2 separate regions of the Mus musculus genome follow, and region 1 is linked to region 2. The links are chromatin contacts, called in public Hi-C maps. All regions are on one chromosome and are shown on one strand. Each heading gives the region's core, a stretch centred on a gene start, on an enhancer-like site or on the middle of the called end of the contact. The rest is flanking DNA. Distances are from core to core; before and after follow the strand shown.

Region 1 (3,122 bases), core at 464-2,963, 1.3 Mb before region 2:
CTTAAAAATGCTGCCGGGCGTGGTGGCGCATGCCTTTAATCCCAGCACTTGGGAAGCAGAGGCAGGCGGATTTCTGAGTTCAAGGCCAGCCTGGTCTACAAAGTGAGTTCCAGGACAGCCAGGGCTTTACAGAGAAACCCTGTCTCGAAAAACCAAAAAAACAAAAAAAAAACAAAAAAACAAAAACAAAACAAAACAAAACAAAAAAACAAAAAAACAAAAACAAAAACAAAAAAAAAAAACAAACCAAAAAATGCCAAGAGAAGGACGTGAGCCATGCCAGGGGCGTTGTGTGGCTTTTCTCTGGGACCAAGTATCTTACATAGTGTAGTGTGTGGTTACCCTGGCTTTATGCAGTATGCAAGCTGAGCATGTGTTCAGGGTACCTTGTGTAGGTGGAAGCTTGTGGGAACAAGTGACCAAGAAAAGGGCACCCCATTTCTGGGCAGTGATGTGGTTTTGGGGAACAGGAATTTATAGGAACACTGAATCAACATTCCCTTCCCCCACTGCAGGGTCTTAAGGGACCAGGACAACCTCTGTGGGGCCTGGTAATGAGCGATCTCAGTTGTTCTATTGGGGGCAGGTGGGAGCCTCTTCTTTCCAAAGAGGTTACTGGGTTCTGAGCTTCTTTCATGGTTACCCTCCCCAGAGAGAAAGCACCTTCCGGTTTGTTACCACATAGTTACAAGTGTACAATAAACAAAGCCAGCACTTTTATTAGATCAGAGGGAAAACCGGAAAGGGAGGGTGGAGGAGGCTCTGCGGGGGGACAGGGAGGGTGGGCTTGGGCTCAGCATCACTGTCTTCATGAGCTGTGAGAGAACTTGGCACTTCCATCCAGTGGGAAGCAGCTTAGCCGGCACCGCAGGCCAGGTCCGGTGACATCCCTCAGGGCTGCCCTCCTCCTCCCGAAGCGGCCCACAGGCCTGATCCCACGACCCGTGTACCAGGCAGGATTGATGTCAGGGGCTGGAAAGGAAAGAGTCAGAGCAGCGTATGGGACACGGGAGCCCCTAAGCTGATGGAAACCTGGGCACCAGGCCATGTTGGCACCCACCCTGATTACACTGGCTGGGCATATCTGGGCAGTGGTGTGGCTTTAGGGAATTTATTTAGACATATGCCAGGATCAGTATTCTCTTCCTGTCTGACTGTCATCCTCCAAAGTCTTAAGGGACCCCACAAAGATGGGTTAGGGGAATGATGAGGACAGGAAACAGGACCATTCTGGGGAGATCTTAACAGGACCAATCTCCCAACTGACTGCATGGTAAGGTAGCTTTTGCTTAGATCCCAGAGGCTCTCAACCTGTGGGTTGTGTCCCTTTTGTTTGGGGGGAAGGGCGCATATCAGACATCCTGCATTTCAGATATTAACATTATGATCCATAACAGTAGCAAAACTTACAACTATGAAAACAGCATCACAATAATTTTCTGGCTGGGGGTCACCACAACATAAGGATCTGTATTAAAAGTTCTGTATTAGGAAGGTTGGAAACCACTGGCTTAGGAGATGGCTAACCTCCCATTCAGGGGCTGGGTACTCAAGGCATTTGGGAAGCATATGGATGGGAGGTGACAGTGGCTGTCCTCCATATGCCAGGCACTCACTGCGGGTCTCCATGGAGTGCTGGTGGGCTCGGCTGGAAGCTCCTGGGAGGACTAAGCCTAGCAGCAGCAAGCACAGAAGCCAGGTCCTCGGTGCCATGCTTCCGGCTTCCTGGATGATGCCCTGGAGATTGGATCCTGAAGCCTGGGGGTAGAGATGCAGAGTACGTTGTATGCACAAAGCCAGGAGGGACCCTAGGTTGTTTGTACAGATGTACGTGTGTGTGTGGTGCGTGTCCGTGCCTATGAGGTGTGCAAATGCATATGTTTAGTGCACATAGCTACAATTATCAGGGGAGAGGTGTGAGCTGTGCACAGGTGGCTGTCTTGGGACATCCTTGGGTCTGTCTGTCCATCTGTGTCAAGAGCTGGGAGGTAGACACCCAGGCCTTGGTGGGAAGCAGATTTATGGGCAGCCTTGTGGTCAGCAGAGGTGGAGAACAATTTGCCCAACCTCAGAGGTAGCTAGGAGTTGGAACATATTGGAACCTCAGTGCCCAGGCTTTCCTCACACTTTGTCTGGGATCTCCTGACACTGAGAGCCAGGCAGGCAATGGAGGACACTTAGCATCCCACATCCCCAGAGAGCTCACACCTCACAGCCTCTACAATAACCCAGGACTTTAGACTCAGTTTGCTGAGACTCCAGAATGGGCCTCTCCTCACAGAGTCCCCCTGAATGACATGGGAAGGCTGCCGCCACTGTGTATGGGAACTGGTACCCTGCTGATGGAGTGTTCTGACCTACCACATAGCATCCACCTGTGATACTTCCTGCAGGGGACCCTTTTCTTCCTACCCCTGACATTTCAGGTCCTATTAGAAGATGCTCAAGGAAGACCCCCCCCCAGCTGACTTTGACGCTCCAGCTTCTCCTTGTCCACACAGCGCTGTCCATCAGAGCTCTTTAAATGCCCACCCTCTCCTCCTCCTCCTCCTGGGATGTCCCACACAGTGAAGGGGAACCCTAACTAGAGGAATGGAGGAGCCACCATGAATCATTGTAAAGACTGCACCCACTCAGGCTGGGTGATGGGGACTGAGAATGCTAACTGATCCTGAGTTCTGAGCCTTTCTGGAGGGTGCCTTCTGGGCTTTGCTTGAGGTGTCCCACTGAGGGCCACCTTCACCTGCCCTCCATCATGGACAGCCCTTGAGTGTCAGAGACCCCAGAATGGTGTGTGGTCCTAGACCACAGACCACAGGTAGTTCTCTCTGCTTGTCCTGCTTGGTGCCCGCACTTGGCTGCCCAGTAAGCCTGGCAGAGAAAACACTTGTGGAGAAGCTGGAAGTCACAGCAACACCCAGCCCTCTCCAGCACTGCCAAGTTACTCACCCTCTCTCTGTCCCTTGAGTGTGGCGATAAGGCTGCCTGGGCGTGAGGTGAGGTCTGCCTGCCTGCTTATCTTTTATAGGCCAACAAGGAGGCAAAGGACGCCCCCAGACCCCTCCTTGAGATGGCGTCTTTGCTTATAGCCTGCAGTTTCCACTACGTCTCTTCTCTCATCA
Region 2 (2,918 bases), core at 55-2,554:
AATTATTTAATAGTTGGGGCTCAACACAACCTGAGGAACTGTATTAAAAGGTCGCAGCGTTAGGGTCTGAGAACCGCTGCCCTAGAGGCTCCAGATGACGACCAAGGAGTGGGAAGAGCAGGAGCTATGAGCTGAGAATGGCACACAGCCCTGCCATCAGTATACATCAGTATACATCAGTATACAGACTAAAGTACTTAAGACCCATGATAAGACCCAAGTGAAGACAGGATTTAAAAGGGAGCTGCTACGGGAAAAACAGTTGCAAATGCTAACCTAGAGTTGGAAGGCCCATTCTCAAGGTACTATTTTAGATAATTAACTATACTAATATTTATATAAAATAATAAAAATAGTATTTTCAATGTTTGTAACAGCTGTGCTTATAAAGGCCAACAGCCACATGATGGACATGAGTTATACTGTACAGTGACTACTTGAGATAGTCTTTCTTTGTAGCCCAGGCTGGCATCTTTTCAGCAATCCTCCTGCCTACATCTCCCAACTTCTGGGGTCACAAATATGCCAATCCACCTTGCCCCAAAAATATTTTAAAAGCTTAGTCGTTTTGGATAGTAATCATTGCATGATTTATGCTTCTCTCTTGTAAGTCAGCGCCAAAACAAGCCTATTATACCTTTCACCAAAAGGACCTGGTGGAGAGCTATAAGGGGCTCACCTGGGGAACCCCCATAATTAACAAAAAATGACTGCAGACTGTAAATCTTCCAGGGACAAATAGAAGATCCACTAATGTCTCCACTTTAAATTACAGGAGAGTGATCATTAAACTAGCTTATTAATTAAGGAGAAATTAATTACCAAGTTATCCATATAGCTCTGAATGTGTGACTTAGGAATGAAAAAAAGAAAGAAAAATTTCTCACCACAAAAATGGCAAAGTCAGTACATGTTGGAGGCATGTTCTGTCCACCAGCTGTTCATGCAGTGCCTAAGTTTTCAGGAAAGAGAAAGCTATGCCAGAACAGAACAAGAAGGAGGAGGAAACAGAGCAAGGCTGGGAAAAGCTCGGCTGTGAAGAATGGAGGAGTCTGGGCTCCCCTCCCCCCAGCATGGCATAAACTGGTCAAGATGGTGCACAGCTGTAATTCTGGCATTAGGAAGTGGAAGTGAGGCTGTCAGATCATCCCTTGCTACTTGGCGAGCTGAAGGCCAGCCTGTTCTACATGAGACACTGCTTCAAAACCAAGCCAACAAAACGGGAGACGTAGGAGAACGGAGAAGCAGAGGCAGCGCAGGCTCCCGAGTAGCTGGAGGTAATTCCCAAGCCAGGAAACAGCAGTCTGCCATCTGAACACCCTGCTGGGATCCAGCCAAGCTGTGAGGTCATCTAAATGGCAGAGGCACTCGATGCATGCTTTAATGCTTACATGCGTCACCTCACACCCACGGGAATGCAGGAAGGGATGACTGACAGAGGGCTTCAGACAGAAGGCTTAGTACAGATGAGAGGAAGAGAAATGAGAATGAGGACTAGATACTCATTTTCAAGGCTTCGAAATGCAGAGTGTGTGGTTGCCAGCCTGCAGGCAACAAGGAACACCCACACTGGTTCTGAGGATAAGAACACTGGGGTGGCTTGCAGGACTCAGGTGTGCTGTGGGTGTGCTGGGGTGGCTCTGGGCTCCAGAGACTGGCTGCTGTCAGTCTACCCTTCCTGTAGGGTAATGCTCACCAGGCTGGCTGTGCGGCAAGACTCTTATTAAAGGGGGAGCGGTGTCTCACAGCTCAGTGACACTGCTGCTACCCCTAACAGTTTCTATTACAGCATGGGATCCTTCTGTGGTCATGTGACTCTGCAAGGGAGTCCTACTGCCAGAACAGGCTTTAAGTCTCTGCTTGTCACCATTCAAACCTGCTCTCAGCTATTCTCAAGTCTAGTTCCTTCCAACTATCCCGCATGACCACCAGCCCTTCTCATTCATAAACACTAGCTGGCCCAATTGCATCCATGTTCCCTAAAAACCTATCTCTAGACCCTTAGAACAGTTTCCCAACTAGAACAAATACTAAGGAAGAAGGTGGCTTTTCCTGCAACTGAGCCCGGAATATTGAACAGGCATTGTGGACCTCTGGGCCTCTGCTTTTCGAAGTCTTGTCAGTGCAAGCCCTGTGAGAGGCTCTGAACAGAGAGCCACCACTGGGGTCCCCAGGCTACCAGCAAATCAAGGGAGGATGGATTGGTGGCCATGGTGAATGGAGACTCTATGGTGACTTACCTTCCTCCTGAGACCAAGATATCTACATACATCTGACTATGCCCATCTTTCCATCTGCCAGTACCTGTATACCAATAAGTTAGTGTGTGTTTATGTGTCTCAATCATTCAAGAAGGCTTGGTTTTCTTCATTTTTAATACTGGGATGAGACTCAAATTCCTAAACATGCCAGGTAAGGATACTACTGCTGAGCTAGCCCTCAGCCTCGACAATATTTCCATTACTCTCTTTAAAAAAAAAAAAAAAGCCCTCTAATCTAAGACACGTTTAAAAAGCCACACTGTAATTTCTCCTGGCAAGGCCTTTTGAGTTTTTCCTAAAGTAATGAATGGTAGTCTGAACTCTTAATCTGAGATTCAGTTCTTGTCTGTATTCTTTTTATCTCGTTGTATTAAAACAAATTTATCTTCATTTATGTCGCAATTACCTATTAGGGTTGTTAATTTGCTGGAAATGAAGCTATTGTTTAATTGCTCCTATTAATCGGGGATTTAAATGCCGACTGTAATAAACAGTTACCTTCAGGACGGAGCAAAGTCAAGGCTGGGGACATTAATTTCAGAATTTTAGAACGAGGGGAAATTTCTGCATCCAGGGCCACTGGATTTCCTGTTCACAGAAACAAGTGGAAGAATACTGAATACTCACAAGAGAGATTCATGGGGTCAATACAGTCTG

Evidence for each region. A called contact is a pair of places that touch in the nucleus more often than the background predicts.
Region 1: a contact with region 2 is called in a Hi-C map of cortical neurons. The contact joins the promoter of Prlh here to the enhancer-like site in region 2. A contact is called at or near these places in 6 of 39 promoter capture datasets (the 3T3-L1 cell line, frontonasal cranial neural crest, hippocampal neurons and 3 more) and 4 of 484 Hi-C or Micro-C datasets (B cells, cortical neurons and palatal mesenchyme).

Annotation. Positions count from the first base shown.
Region 1 is chr1:90,951,699-90,954,820 of GRCm38.p6, reverse strand. It overlaps Prlh (prolactin releasing hormone), which reads right to left and starts at 1,713. Exons shown (of 2, transcript NM_001101647.1): 1 at 1,617-1,713; 2 at 809-972. The coding sequence starts at 1,713. The coding sequence ends at 809.
Region 2 is chr1:89,655,272-89,658,189 of GRCm38.p6, reverse strand. All of the region lies in intron 6 of Agap1 (ArfGAP with GTPase domain, ankyrin repeat and PH domain 1), which reads right to left. Among named protein-coding and RNA genes, the nearest start is that of 4933400F21Rik, 27 kb to the left of the region's middle. Within about 2 kb of position 1,304, at least 56 of the 459 cell types and tissues checked have an H3K27ac peak or open chromatin away from gene starts, as enhancers often do. A contact at or near this core is called in cortical neurons, where this site is marked.